2 separate regions of the Mus musculus genome follow, and region 2 is linked to region 1. Evidence: chromatin contacts called from public HiCAR-type data. All regions are on one chromosome and are shown on one strand. The core of a region is the stretch at or near the end of the contact, and the rest is flanking DNA. Distances in the headings are between cores, read along the strand shown.

Evidence for each region. HiCAR-type assays count read pairs that join an accessible place to other places.
Region 2: a contact with region 1 is called in a HiCAR-type map of fibro-adipogenic progenitors, with 3 times the contacts expected there. The contact joins two enhancer-like sites. A contact is called at or near these places in 4 of 484 Hi-C or Micro-C datasets (bone marrow-derived macrophages, cortical neurons and embryonic fibroblasts) and 3 of 115 datasets of contacts at active chromatin or transcription factors (embryonic stem cells and fibro-adipogenic progenitors).

What each region holds. Positions count from the first base shown.
Region 1 is chr5:75,866,821-75,873,583 of GRCm38.p6, forward strand. No RefSeq gene overlaps it. Among named protein-coding and RNA genes, the nearest start is that of Gm32727, 110 kb to the right of the region's middle. Within about 2 kb of position 4,056, at least 12 of the 459 cell types and tissues checked have an H3K27ac peak or open chromatin away from gene starts, as enhancers often do. A contact at or near this core is called in fibro-adipogenic progenitors, where this site is marked.
Region 2 is chr5:76,074,124-76,081,106 of GRCm38.p6, forward strand. No RefSeq gene overlaps it. Among named protein-coding and RNA genes, the nearest start is that of Gm32780, 35 kb to the left of the region's middle. Within about 2 kb of position 2,483, at least 22 of the 459 cell types and tissues checked have an H3K27ac peak or open chromatin away from gene starts, as enhancers often do. A contact at or near this core is called in fibro-adipogenic progenitors, where this site is marked.

The sequences.
Region 1 (6,763 bases), core at 2,806-5,305:
GTACTATTGTACTATTCTCTGTAGGGCTGGGTTAGTGGAGAGGTATTATTTGAATTTTGTTTTGTCATGGAATATCTTGTTTTCTCTATCTACGGTGATTGAAAGTTTTGCTGGGAATAGTACTCCGGGATGACATCTATGGTCTCTTAGGTTTTTTCAAGACCTCTGCTCAGGCCCTTGGAGCTTTTAGAGTCTCAGATGAGAAAGCAGGTGTAATTCTTCATTTATATGTTACTTGGCCTTTTCCCCTTATAGCTTTTAATATTCTTTCATTGTTATATATATTTAGTCTTTTGATTATTATGTGATGGGATGGTTTTCTTTTCTGGCTCAATCTGTTCTGTAAACTTCTTGTACCTTTATAAGCATCTCTTTGTTTAGGTTAGAGAAATTTTATTCTCTGATTTTGTTGAAGATATTTTCTGGACCTTAAAGCAGGAATAATTCCTCCTCTTCCTCCTCTTCCTCCTCCTCCCCTTCCTCCTTCTATTATTATTCTTAGGTTTGGTCTTTTCAAAGTATGCCAGATTTCCTGGATGTTTTGTGTCATGGACTTTTTAGATGTTTAATTTTCTTTGATTGATATATTGAGTTCATCTATCATATCTTCTAGAGCTGAGATTCTCTCTTCCATCTCCTGTATTCTGTTGGTGATGCTTGTGTCTATATTTCCAGTTCTCTTCACTAGGTTTCTATCACCAGAATTGCCTCAGTTTGTATTTTCTTCATTGCTTCCATTTCCCTTTTCAGGTATTAGACCATTTTATTCATATCCATCACCTGTTTGGTTGTTTGTTTTTTTCCTATATTTCTTTATACTTATTTGCTTCCTCTTTTAATACATCTACCTGTTTAAATGTGTTCTCCTGTATTTCCTTAAGAGATTTATTCATGTCCTCTTTGAAGTCCTCTTTAGAAGCTTGGATTTAAGATCCTCTTCTTGTGGTTCAGTTTCATTAGGATATCCAGGGTTTGTTGTAGCAGGATAGCTGGACTCTGGTGGTGCCATTTTGCCCTGTATCTTGTTGACTGCATTCTTATGCTATCTTTTAGGCATCTTGTTTTCCCTGGTGTTGACTGGATAATCCTGATAGCAGCAGGACTCTGCTGGCTGTCCCAGGCAGACTCTCTGTGGTGGTAGGCAGATCCAACTAGGAGAGGTAGTTGGGCACAGTTTCAAGCTGCTTAGTTTTGGGGCCCCTGAAGGTTTCCACAGGGAGGCAGGGCACTCTTGGGTTCCCTCAAGGCTCCTCTAGACCAGGGAGCAAGGCCAGAGCTGGACAATGAAGCTCCAGTGATGGCTCACACCACTCACCTCTGTCCAGTCCATATATTTTGTTGTCTACATTTTCATGATTTATTCAGTCTTAAGTCTTTCTATTCACCTTATTTTAAAGTATGCTTATTTTAAACATGGCTATTTAAGCATATGCCATTTTTACATGTATGAAGTTATTAGAAAACCTAGAAAAGGTGTGGCATTCTTTGAAACCTTGTATGTTTTAGATATCAAACCTTGATCAGATGTCTAACTGGCAAAGATTTTTCTCCCCTTCTGCAGGCTGTCTTGTCACTTGGTAAACTGTTTTCTTTGCTGTGTAGAAACATTTTGATTTCCTGGGGAGAAGAATTTTATTTCATTCTAAGGGTTTAGAAAACATTTAAATAAACCAGGAGAAAATGTCCAAAAATTAGGGAATGAGATGCCAAAGTAGATGCAAGGAGGCACTGAGCACAAAAAAATAGACAAGACCAGAAAAGAGCACACCCTTGTTCACATGATAATTAAACCACTCAGTACATTGAACAAAGAATGTATATTGAAGCCAACAAGAGAGGAAATGCATGTAAAGCCAGATCCATTAGAATAACAGCAGATTTCTCAATAGAAAATTTAAAAGTCAGTCAGACTTGAAATTGTGTACTTCAAATCCTGAACTATAATAGTGAACAATCAAGAAGACTGTTATACCCAGAAAAACTATCTGCCGTAATTGAAGGAGAAATTGAAGGGTGAATGCAGGCTAAAGAAACTCACGACCACTAACTCTACAGAGGATACTAGACAGAGTCCTTCAGAGTGAGGAGGTATAATAAGCACATCACAAGGCTTCAGCAAGGAACAAGGGACTCTTTCCTGCCTCCTCACAGCTTGTCCCTTCCTTAGGATGAAATCATTGAGAGGACAATGACACTGCCCTCCGCTGGGACATGGCTTGAATCATCCATATGTGTTGAATAAGTGAATAATGAATAGCTCATTGTGGAAGATTTAAGATGTATGATGCTTTCCTTTGGGAACATTAAGCTTTTCTTTTAAAGGCCTGAATCCAGGTCCCCAGAGACTATTACTAACACAACCATTTCTCTAGAGAGACATTTCCTTTACCTGTCTTTCTCAAATGTGGATCCCTGGGTTCTATGTGCAAAATTGCACACATCCAATCTGCATAAGATTATGCACTCTCTGAGCCCCATTGGAACCAGACTAGATAAAGGATGTGAATGAAAAACCTGGTAATGCCCCCCCCCCCCATGGCTCCTCCATACCATTTATCCACCAGCCTGCTAAGGAAAAGGCTGTACTTTTGAGACAAAATCCAGTACACCTTTCTCCTCACCTGGTGTCAAAACCTGCATCTTAGGGGCTTCGGAAGAGTGTTTCTACCTGTGGCTCGAGCCTGGCTACTCTGATTCTTTCCAGGCTATAGCCTCTAGGTTCCAGAAATTTCTCTGGAGATAATCATGGGGGAGTAGAATGTGCTGTATTTATAAAATGATGAAAACAATTTTTCCACACAGTGTATGGCTAACATGCCAGTAAAGCTTGCCTGGCCAGTCAGATGCTCCCACTCCGACCCCCTTACTCTGCCAAGCTTTTCAGAAATTTAATTAAAAATGGCTTTGATGGTGTGTATCCAAGGGAAACCAAGTCCTGGGGTTAACTATGGGATAAATGAATACTTAAACGGGCTGCTACGATGAAGGAGGGCACAGGAGTGTTTAGAGACACTGGAACACTGCATGTCAAAATATAGCCAATGGCATAAAGAATGTGTCGGGACAGACATTTCTTTGAAGCAGAAAATATGAAATCATAGAAATGAAAACATTTCATCCAATATACTTTTTTTTTCCTTTTTGTTTTGTTGTGACAAAGTGTCTATTTGACACAAACATAAACTTCTCATCTGGAAGCTGAGAAAAATGCCTCTAGAAGACTGGCCTATAGAGAAGTCTCTGGGGTCTTTTCTTGATTACTGATTGATGTGGGAGCACCCAGGTCCCTGTAAGTGCTGCCACCCTGGGCAGATAATTTCATTCGAGTTGTCTAAGAAAGCAGACTAAGAAAGCCCTGAGCAACAAGTTAGTTAGTTAGCAGTATTCCTCCTCGGCCCCTGCTTTAGTCTCTGAATCCATATTCCTGCCTTGAATTCCTGCCCTGACTGCCTTCGGGGACTGAGTATGGTCTGGGAGGTGTAGCTGAAATAAACCCTTTACTCCCCAAGATGCTTTTGGTCATGGTACTGCAATAGAGACCCTAACTAAGACGTGGGGTCTAACTTGTAGCCCAGGCTGGCCTCAAACCTTTGGCAATCTTCCTGCCTCAGCCTCCTGAGGGGTGTGTTTCTAGGTGCACGCCACCATACACACCAAACACAACCTTTTAAAGGAGGGAGTCCCTCAAATATTACTTAACATTGCTCGTCCTTACAGCCTCCCGTGTTAAGCATTCTGTGATCTAAATGCCAGTAATGATGGTTGTTTAAGTAATCTTTGTTTATATACTTTAGTCGACTCTCACACAATTCTCCAAAGTGTCTCTGTGTATATTGCCTTGGACTCGAATTATGTTTTGTGAGAAGAACACGGCCTGCGTTCAACTTGAGCAGGTTAATATTTCAATTAACATGAAGTTTGGCAGAGATTTAATCCTTCTGTGGGTCAATTTGTGATACTATAAAACGGAGCTAGGGCTATTAGATTGCTGTGAGGGCTGGATGAGCTCATACACGGTAGTGTTTGCCAATCACCATCTGGTGTGAATAAGGCCAGGGATGGGGTGGGGAGGGACAGGGAGATAGTGGGGGGATGGCGACAAGGAGGGGCAGGGACAGGGTTGGGGGACAGACGGGAATCAGAAGCGAGGCGCCGAGAAATTCAGCATCAAAATAATATTTCAATGACGTATTTGAAAAAAAAATAAAAGTGATGCGAGGAAAACCCATCACGAGTGACAACGTACCCGAAGCATGAGCCCTGGGTCTGAGAACGAGAACGCTACCATCACGTGTTTGATAAAGGTACAAGGCAAACACGGGGCCCCCAACCGGTCCCTGTCAACTGCTTTCCAGGAGTTAGCTTCTGAGCTGTGATGCTCTGCTCCTCTTCCTCCCTGTCCAGCCAGAAGCTGTTTCCTCCCTGCCTTTGCCTCCACTCCAGCTTTCTCTTCATGACCTCTCCCCGACCTTTCTTTCTTCACGTTCCCAGATTCTCCTGTAGGGGGCGCTGTAGTTCTTTGCTTGGATAGAAGAATGCTAACCTCAGTTTTCTTGGTGCTCTAGAAGGCTGTTCCAAATACTGTCCAAAGTGACTTGACACTGCAAAAGGCAGGCAGCCCGGCCTCTGATGTGGGATACTCATGCACCAGCCATCCAGTCCGATGGCAAACTCATGTGAAAAGCGTGCAATGTCAGAGAAACAAAAAGACAACCAATGTTTATAAGCTATATGAAGCAAGATGAGAAGTCTAGATCCTATGTCCTTGCCAGAGAATTCCTCCAGGGTCTTCTCTTTTGCTTCAAGAATGGGGACAAACCACCTTATTGTCATTGCCACCATCAAATCCCTGTTTCAACCAGTGCGAGCTGCAGTTTACTGGCTGTTGATTAACATACTGGATTTCATTCAGTCAGTACAATATTCTTTGTAGACAGGAGTTACTAGCCCACTTACCAATCGAGAAAGTCAATATTAGAGAGCTTCTTATAGCTAGGATTAATTCTTGCACATTTGTTCACTTAATATACATAGGAAGTATATGTATATGTGTGTGTGTGTGTGTGTGTGTGTATACTTTATATATACATATATTTTATACTTTATATATACATATATTTTATACTTTATATATGTATATATGCTTTATATATTTTATATATGCATATATACTTAAACATACATTTATATGTGTATATACATATATACTCTATGTATGTATTTATATTTTACATATATGCTTATATGTGTGTGTGTATGGCATATGCATCTCTGGATTCTAAAACAGTCCATTTGAACATTAGGGGTTGAATGTTCAAGTGCTTCCAAGGTTCATCATAAAATATAGTTCCCCCAAGCCACAGAATTGGGAGTGGGCAGGAGGCCATAAGAACTCCATCTGCTTTGTGAGTGTGTACATTAGCTCCTTCTGAAGACTCGACCTGTCTGTCCCTTCTGCCTGTCGTATGAAGATGTGAACTCCTTCCTTTCAGAAGATGCCGTCGGCATTAATGATGCTGGAATCTGAGGCAGAGCAGAACCCTAACTAGACACCACAGCTATCAGCCTTGACGTTGGGCTTCCAGCCTTAAGAACTGAGAAATAAAATGTCCATTGTTAGTAAATCAGTTGGTTCAGAGTGTCTGGCTACACAAATGGATGAAGCTTGTTGAGGTAAACAGAAGACAGATCCATAAATGATATGTTGAAGCTCACAGAATGCCACAGAGATGTGACTATTGTCCACAGGAACAAAACCTAGAGTCATCACAGATCAAGTCTGATAGGAGACCTGTCCGGGGCTCTGGAAGAGAGCACATCAGGACTGCAGCCACTAGACCTTCCTCAGTCCCATGTTACCTTCTCTAGAGACCTACTCTCTCATTCTTGTTGCTATGTGCTGTTAGCGTCTACCCTGAAACTTCCGCTGATGTATTGGTTTTGGAAGTGTGAGTCATCTGTCCACACTCTAGCTATGTGGAATGAAGAAGTATAGCTATCTACAGACTTCTACAAAAAGAGGGCATCTGGCTCTCCAAGGAGGGCTCATCTCAACATCTGAGCAGGAACGTCAGATGCTGGTACATCTAGAGGAATGACAGGTGACCACTGAGTCTTTGCCCTTCAGTCACTTACACCTTGACAGAAGAGAAAAATGCACACAAATGACCACACTACATAATAGATGCCCACAGAATGACCCCGACAAAGAATAATGCTTCCTGATAAGGTTGGGGGCCCATTCTGGCTGGAGATAGCACAGATTTAACAAAAACATCAGATGTGGAGAGATAGCTCAGTCAGTAAAGTGCTTGTGCTGTGTACACATGAAGACCTGGGTTAGGATTCCCAGTACCTACACAAAGGCCACACATAGTGGTATCCCATCTGTAATGCTAGTATGCAAGGAGCAGAGACAGTCGAATCCCTGAGGCAACCTGGTCAGCCACACTAGCCAGTGAGCTCCAGAGTCAGTGAGAGATTCTGCATCAAAGTAAATAATGAGGTGGAGAGCAACTGAAGAAGACAGGGCAGACACCTCCAGCCTCCACATGCACGTACACACACACATCACATGCATATTTGGGAATGTGTACACATTATATGTCACATATATGCACATACCATACGTGCACACTAAGGAAGGTACCACACACCCACAGGATCTCAAGTAATAGTAGAATTTGCAAGGATAACTAAGAATAATGGAAAGAACAGGACACGTAGACACAGATGCACAAGAGGTGCTGGCGGCGAGTAATGA
Region 2 (6,983 bases), core at 1,233-3,732, 210 kb after region 1:
TGTGAATGTGTATTGTGGGAGTATATACGTGAATGTGTTGGTGTATGCGAACACTTGCATACAGGTGCATATAGGTGTGCGTATGAGTGTGAATCTGAGTGTGTGTGGGTGAGTGTGTATGACAGTCTGGGTGTGTGAGAGTTTGTGTGGGAGTGTTTAGGTATAAGGGAATGAGAGTGAGTTATGTGTCTCTCAGTCCCTAAATGTATAGTTTATGTGTGTTTGTGTTGTGTATGGGGTGATTATATGTGTGTGTTCATGTGTTGGTAGGCATCTCAGTGTGTGGGTATGTGTGCTTGAGTGTGTTTGAGTGTGTGTACATGTATGCCAATGAGTGGAGGGTCACCATGTGAGTGTGTGTGTATGAAAGTGTGTCTGAGTGTGTACCTAAGTATGTGTGTGTGAGTTTATGTGTATCTAAGTATGTCTGTAAGTGTGTATGTGTGTGTAAGTGTGTATGTGTGTATAAGTGTGTGTGTGTGTGTGTGTGCGCGCGCGCACGCGCGTGCGAGCACACATGAGTGTGTACATGAGTATGTGGTGATATGAATATACATATGTGACTGTACGTGTGTGCTTGAAGGTGTATGTGAATGTATGTTTTTGCATGTGTGTGTGAAGACATATGAGTGTGTGTGTTTGAGTATGGTGTGTGAATTGTTAGTGATAAATGTGTGTGTTAGTATTTGTGAATATCTGTGTTAGTATATGTGAATGTGTGTGTTAGTGTATATGAATGTGTGTGTTAGTATGTGTTCACTATACTGAAGTGTTAAACATCCTGAAACAAATCCTACCACAAGCAGCAGCTTCAGGCTTGATCCCTAATAACTGAGATCCCATACGAACATAGAATTTTTTTTCCTACTCTAAATTAACTCACAATGTGTCACCCAAATGAGTCTGAGGGCAAAGTTTATTTCTCGATTACTGTGCTGTAGAATTCTTTTATGTGAAGAACAATCACCTAAACTAGATAACTCTCCAGCACCTTAAAAAGACAACCAAGCAGTCAAAGGAAATAAGAGAATAATGTAAGAGACCCAGCTCCGGCCCTCTCTCCTGTCCCAGTCCGAGGCACAGAAAAACTGTCTGAAATCCAGAGCCAAGGCCAGGGCAGTCCACAGCAGCTGGAGCTGCATAGCAAGGCTGTGCCTCAAAAAACAAAAACAAACAAACAAAACGAAACAAAACAGGACTTGCATTTGCCTAGCAAGCACACAATCCTGACTGACAAAAAAAGAAAAAGAAAAAGCCCACAATTATCGAGACATAATTGTCTCTCGGAAAGCTAGCATTTTGCAGCCATGTTGTTGAAGCTTGAAATCTAAGGAGGAGTCTGAGCACTGGGAGGAGATGAGAGCGGAGTTGGTCTGGGTCACTGTCCTGGCATTAACATAGTCAGAGCCAGAAAGCAGGAAGAAAGCGCTTGCTCTTCAGAACCGCGCCATTCTGCCTGGCTTTTCAACAACCCCTGGCGCATGTCTGGCTTCCTTTTATGAAAAGCGGCCGAGGACCCTGAACCACAACAAGTCATTAAGAAACCACAGAGGACAACTGAGGGGTCAGCTTTCATTTTCATCCCAGTGACCCTCATGCTTGTCATCATTATTAAGGCATCAATTTCCTGTTCTCTTCCCTCTGCCCTTTAAGTAAGGAAAACCAATTCCCAGGAGGAGACTGGAGGAAAAACAGCACGGGCTGGGCATTTGAAGCAGAAACCAAAATGGATGAATAGAGGGTCGTATTTCTTCACTCCTCAAAACAAGCACCTCATCGGGAGAATCTGCCCTGAGATGGAAATCTGTGACACTTAGAACAAGTCAAGTCCACCACAAACGGTGTGACTCAACTTCAAGGACCTGGCAGATAAAGATTCGTCAAAGAATGAGAAAAGCAAAATCAAAAAAAAAAAAAAAAGAATGGGAATAATTGATATTTTTAGGAGACACATAGCTTGATTTCACTAAACCACTCATTTCAATAATGATCATTGTAGCCAGCATTTAATCACTGCTTAGCAAATACCAGGCTCCAAACAAAGGGCTAAGCTGCTGATCATCACATTTAAGTCTCACAAGAATCCTTGCACAGATGAGAGATTGTGTGTCCTTCTCACAGGTGAAGATACCTCTCAACACACCATTGAGCTCATGTGACCAGAAAGTTCCAGAGTCTAGCTACAGGGTACCACTGCTCACCGGGAACCTATGAGCCTATCCTCTTGCCTCAGAAAGACTATTCCAGTTATCTCTAGCTGTGTGAAATCTACCCTCAAACTCAGTGGTTCCCGGATTTCATTTGTTCTCTCTCGGGCCGATGCCACTGTTACTCAAGATTTCTCCTGTGGTTTATTTAAGGCAGACGATGCATGAGAGAGAAGTTCCCTAGGACCTGATGGGGTGGACATCCAAACAGACACACCCATAGAACTTCTAAGTAATTCTGGCTATCAGCTTGGAGCTCAGGCAAGCTGTGGACCAGACACTCATGTGACCTGGGACTAGCCTCAGTGAAGCAAGCAAAAAGGAAATCTTTGAGGACTCGAGAGGACACGACTGCTGGCTAGGGTTGGACGATGATGCAAAGTTCTTCAGGACTTACGTTGAGAAGCCAGGACAAAGTTTCAGTGTTTAGGGCCTGGGTGTGCTTTTTTTAGATCTCCCTCTCAGCGCAGTTTGCGTAACATGTTGATTGGTCTCCCTGGACCCCCCCCCCACTTTTTTTTTGCTCTCTGTAACTCTCCCTCCCCTTCCCCACCCTGCTTCTTCCCAGAGTGCACAAAAAAAATATTTATACTTCATAGAAATGACTGTGCCATCAGTATCCGAAGATAAATCCCTAACTACTGGACATCAGACCATGTGTATCCTCTCGGGCTGTACCTGTGTGCCCTGGCCCAGGTAGAATTAGATGGTTGTGATGTTCAGACTGAGTCTAAGAAGCCTTGCCACACCCACACCTAGGTCTCCTGTAATGCTTTCTCAGAATGCTCCTTCCTGGAATCCAGACATCACATGAGCAATAAAAACAACTGTATCTAAAACGCAGTGCCTATGCCTCCATTCATGTCACTGACATAAAATCACAATGGATTTAATTCAAGACATAGTCTCTGAAGTCCCCATACCTAATTTCAAAAACATCCTTTCGCTTCACTTAAAAAAAACAGATTTATACTCTTTCCTCCATCTCCCTGCCCTTCTCCCCACACTCTGTGTGTGTGTGTGTGTGTGTGTGTGTGTGTGTGTGTGTGTGTGTGCAAGTACCCATGGAGGCCAGAAAGGGCATCAGCTAACCTGAAGCTGGAATTACAGGTGATTGTGAGCCACTCAACATGAGCACTGGGATCTGAGGGTTTCCCCACAAAAGCAGCAAGCACCCTTAACCTTAACAGCTGAGCTGTCTCTTCAGCCTTACCCCCTCACCCCCTCTTCAAAGGAAAAACCAAAGAAAAAATGAAATTGCTTGTTAAGTATGTCAGGAGATTCCCAGTCTCGGTGATTTAGTATGTGAGTATAAGAGTTGAAACTATAAAACCACCAGAAGAAAATACAAGGGAAACACTTCCATACACTGTATGGGCAAAGGAGTCTTTCTTCTGACTTTCCAAAACCACAGGCAGTAAGAGACCTTGACCAGAGGTGGTACAGCAAGCTCGGAAGTGTCTACACGGTGATGGAATGAAAGCTACCCTCTAGATTGAGAGATGTTTTAATTTAATTTAAAGTTTAAAGCTATAGTCTCTTAGTTATCACACCACCACCCACTCCACCCCCTGGCAGAGTTTACTCTATGCTCAGCTCTTTGTCCAGGAGGTGCTATGTCCAGGAATATGGTGCTAATAATTCTTTACTTTAGAGGGCAAGCCATGTGGGGGCAAGGCAGGAAGGAGGGATGAGGCATCACACACTGTTATTTTTCCTTGGCAGAGTTTTTCTCAGTTTCATACGCAGTAATTGCTACTGGATGGGTGGGTGGAAGGTCACATTTTATGTGTTATTCTTCTTGCTTTCCTTCATGGCCGTCTCAGAGATGGCTTCCTGCTTCCACTTGATGGTGTTTCAAACCTTTCTGTACACCAGAAAATACTATTTCTCCTTCCCTTGCTCCTTCTACATGTCTGTTCTCCTCACTTGCTATTCATTCCTTTTTGACCTGTGACATGATATTAAAAGGAACAGACCTATAGCAAGGGAGATAACCCCGAGCCCCTAGGCTGTGTAGAGAGCTTTTCTCCACTCCGGAAGAGGTAGAATAGAACTTCTTCTGAAACGGGAGTTAATTCTGGCTGAGATAAACAAGACCAAACCATCCTGAGGGGGGCCCTCACAAAGGATCCACTCTAAGGACTTTTAGAAGACTAACAGAATTATGTCTACTACCATCATCCTATGGGTGCCTTTCCTCAGCCCCCATCCATCTGGTTTTCAATATAATCAAAGAAAGATGGAGAAGAAACAGAAAGTTGGAATCGAAAGCAGTCAACCTTGTGGGTCTTTTGGGAGAGACCCCCTCTTCAGGAAGCCAATGGTGGCATGCTTGCACAATACTTTGGGGTGTAAAGAGAAAAGGGGAACTGTCATCTCAGCCTTGGGTAGATGTATATGCTCTGAATTCCCAAGTGGTGGTAAGACACCTCATAAGAGAGTTTGACCTGATCCCATAGAGTTTAGTAGCCATGTATACTGCTGGTGCCTGTGGCTCTCCTGGAGATTTACAGAGGCAAAAATCCTTGGTGAGAATCCCTAGGGAGAAGATGGATAAATGCACTCCCTTAACAAGCATTCGAGTTCACACCATCTCGAGCTAGGAGCCCCACACAAGTTCTTTCTCTTAAATTGTTCTGCAGCCATAGCAGGCTCCGGAGGAGAATGAATGGTATTCTCTAGGCTTCTAGGCTTGTCACCATGTGACAAATTATCCTGCCCAGCAACAGAGAGAACCAGGTGAAACTGGGCCCAACAGAAGAACAAGTGGAGATGCCCCTTGCTCCTAACTGGGTCCCTGAAATGCATAACTTTAGGTCTGCATCCTTTCTTTCTGGTTCTCAGCTAAGGCAAAATGGCATCTCCAGAAGGAACCCGAGAGAGTGGGAGAGCAAAGAGGACGTGTTTGGGTGAGAAGTCAGAAAAAAAATGTTATTCCAAAATGTGTTCTACCCCCAAGAACTGCTCACCCCACTAAGAAAGGCCCTGGGCAGGAGGAGGTGGACTTCAGGGCCAATTAATCCTCTCTCCCACTCCCACCTCCAGTACCTGCCATTCACGGCCCTCTCGAGCTCAAGCTGCTGTATTGGCAGAGCAGAGAGCAAAAGGCAAAGCTGGTATTCCAGCCACGGGTTTCCTGGGCGACCTGCCTCCCAAGGGGAGATTAAACTCAGACTGAATCTTAGATTCACACCATAAGCTCAAATGGGCTGAAGTTTTTGTAACCAGGGCAGCACAGAAAAGTATGAGATCAGCCAGAGTTGTTAAATAGTGGGAAAGAGAATTTAGCTGGATGCTATAGAAGCCGGCAATTGGAAAGAATTCAAGCATTTCATGTTTCTCCCCAGATCTGATGTAACTCGTCCACCAACTCCCTAAAGTGGAGTGGGGTCATGGTCTTTAAACAGGCCAAGGAAGGAAGGTCACAGAGACCATTTCTGTCTCCCTTACTGACCACCACAGATAAGCAAACTCAGGCCTCCCAGCTTGGAGGCTTAACATCCTGTTTCCGCCCAGGGTCCAGGGTGGAGGCACAGAGCCTGACAGTAGGGCTCCGGTGATTGGATGGATGTGAGGCTCACCAGAAACCTAGTAGGGGACCAGCAATGCTGGGCACAGATGCTTCCCTGCCAAAGAGGAACAATGGGCAACTAATAAAGGGGCGGTGGATTTTCCTCTCTCCCTCAATACAGGTGCTTGATACCAGAACCCTCTGCAAATGACCCAGGAGGAGGAAATTCCCAGGGCAGAGCAAGCCAGAGAAAAGCCACCTGGGAAGCCCCTGCCCTGGTCAGATAGGAATTAACTCTAACCAGCTAGCTAACTCATTCCCACCAACAGTAGGTGTGAGCAACCACTTTTCCTTGGTATCTTTCTTCTCTCCCTTTCCCTAATCCTATTCACATCACTTAGACAAATACTTGTGACGTAGCCCAAGGAACACCTCCTTTAAAATACCCTCTTAATTAAAAAAAATAAAATAAAATAAACAACTGATACGGGCTTGTGAAGAATACTGTTGGCAATCCGTGGAATTTTTCAGATATGTTTACCTACTGACCCAGCCATTCTGCGGATCCTGGAGGCTTACAGTGTTTTATTCCTGAGTAGGTGAGTGGATGAATTATGAAACACGTGGACAATGGAATATTATTCAGCAATGGAAAGAATGGACTGTGACAGCATGGTGGACACATTAATGTGTACTCACTGAAACAGACACTGGGAAAGGACTGCATATGCCGCCTGCCAGCAGCAACCCGACATCTGCAAAAGGGGTAACTATGGAAACCGTGCAAGTATCCGTGGTCAGTAGGACTAGGGAGAGAGGATTAGGTAGAGAACGGAGGACTTTTAGGGCAATGGAAAATGATGTCTGTGATAGTACAGCGTTGTCTGCCTGGGTGTTATCATGCATTTCTGTGAAGCCTCAGCTTGTATGGCAGCCTCATGTGAGCCCTAACGTAAGCTGAGGGGTCTGGGTGGTTCTGGTGTGGCAATGCGGCTTTATCAACTTAATACTCTGGTGTGGGTACTGATAATGGAGAAAACTATGAATATTGTAGGCCAGGGCGCCTATGAGAAATAGCCGAAGATTCCGTCAATTTTGCTATGAACCTAAAACTGTGCCACAGACCCTCTGGGCCCCTTTGTCTGCGTGGAACGGGTCTCTAGTCGCGGGTGGGCAAAGCGTCGGATGAATTTGACAGACAGATGCACACAGGAGAGGTTGTGTTGGATCTGAATGTAATGTCAAATCGAGCATTAGACTTT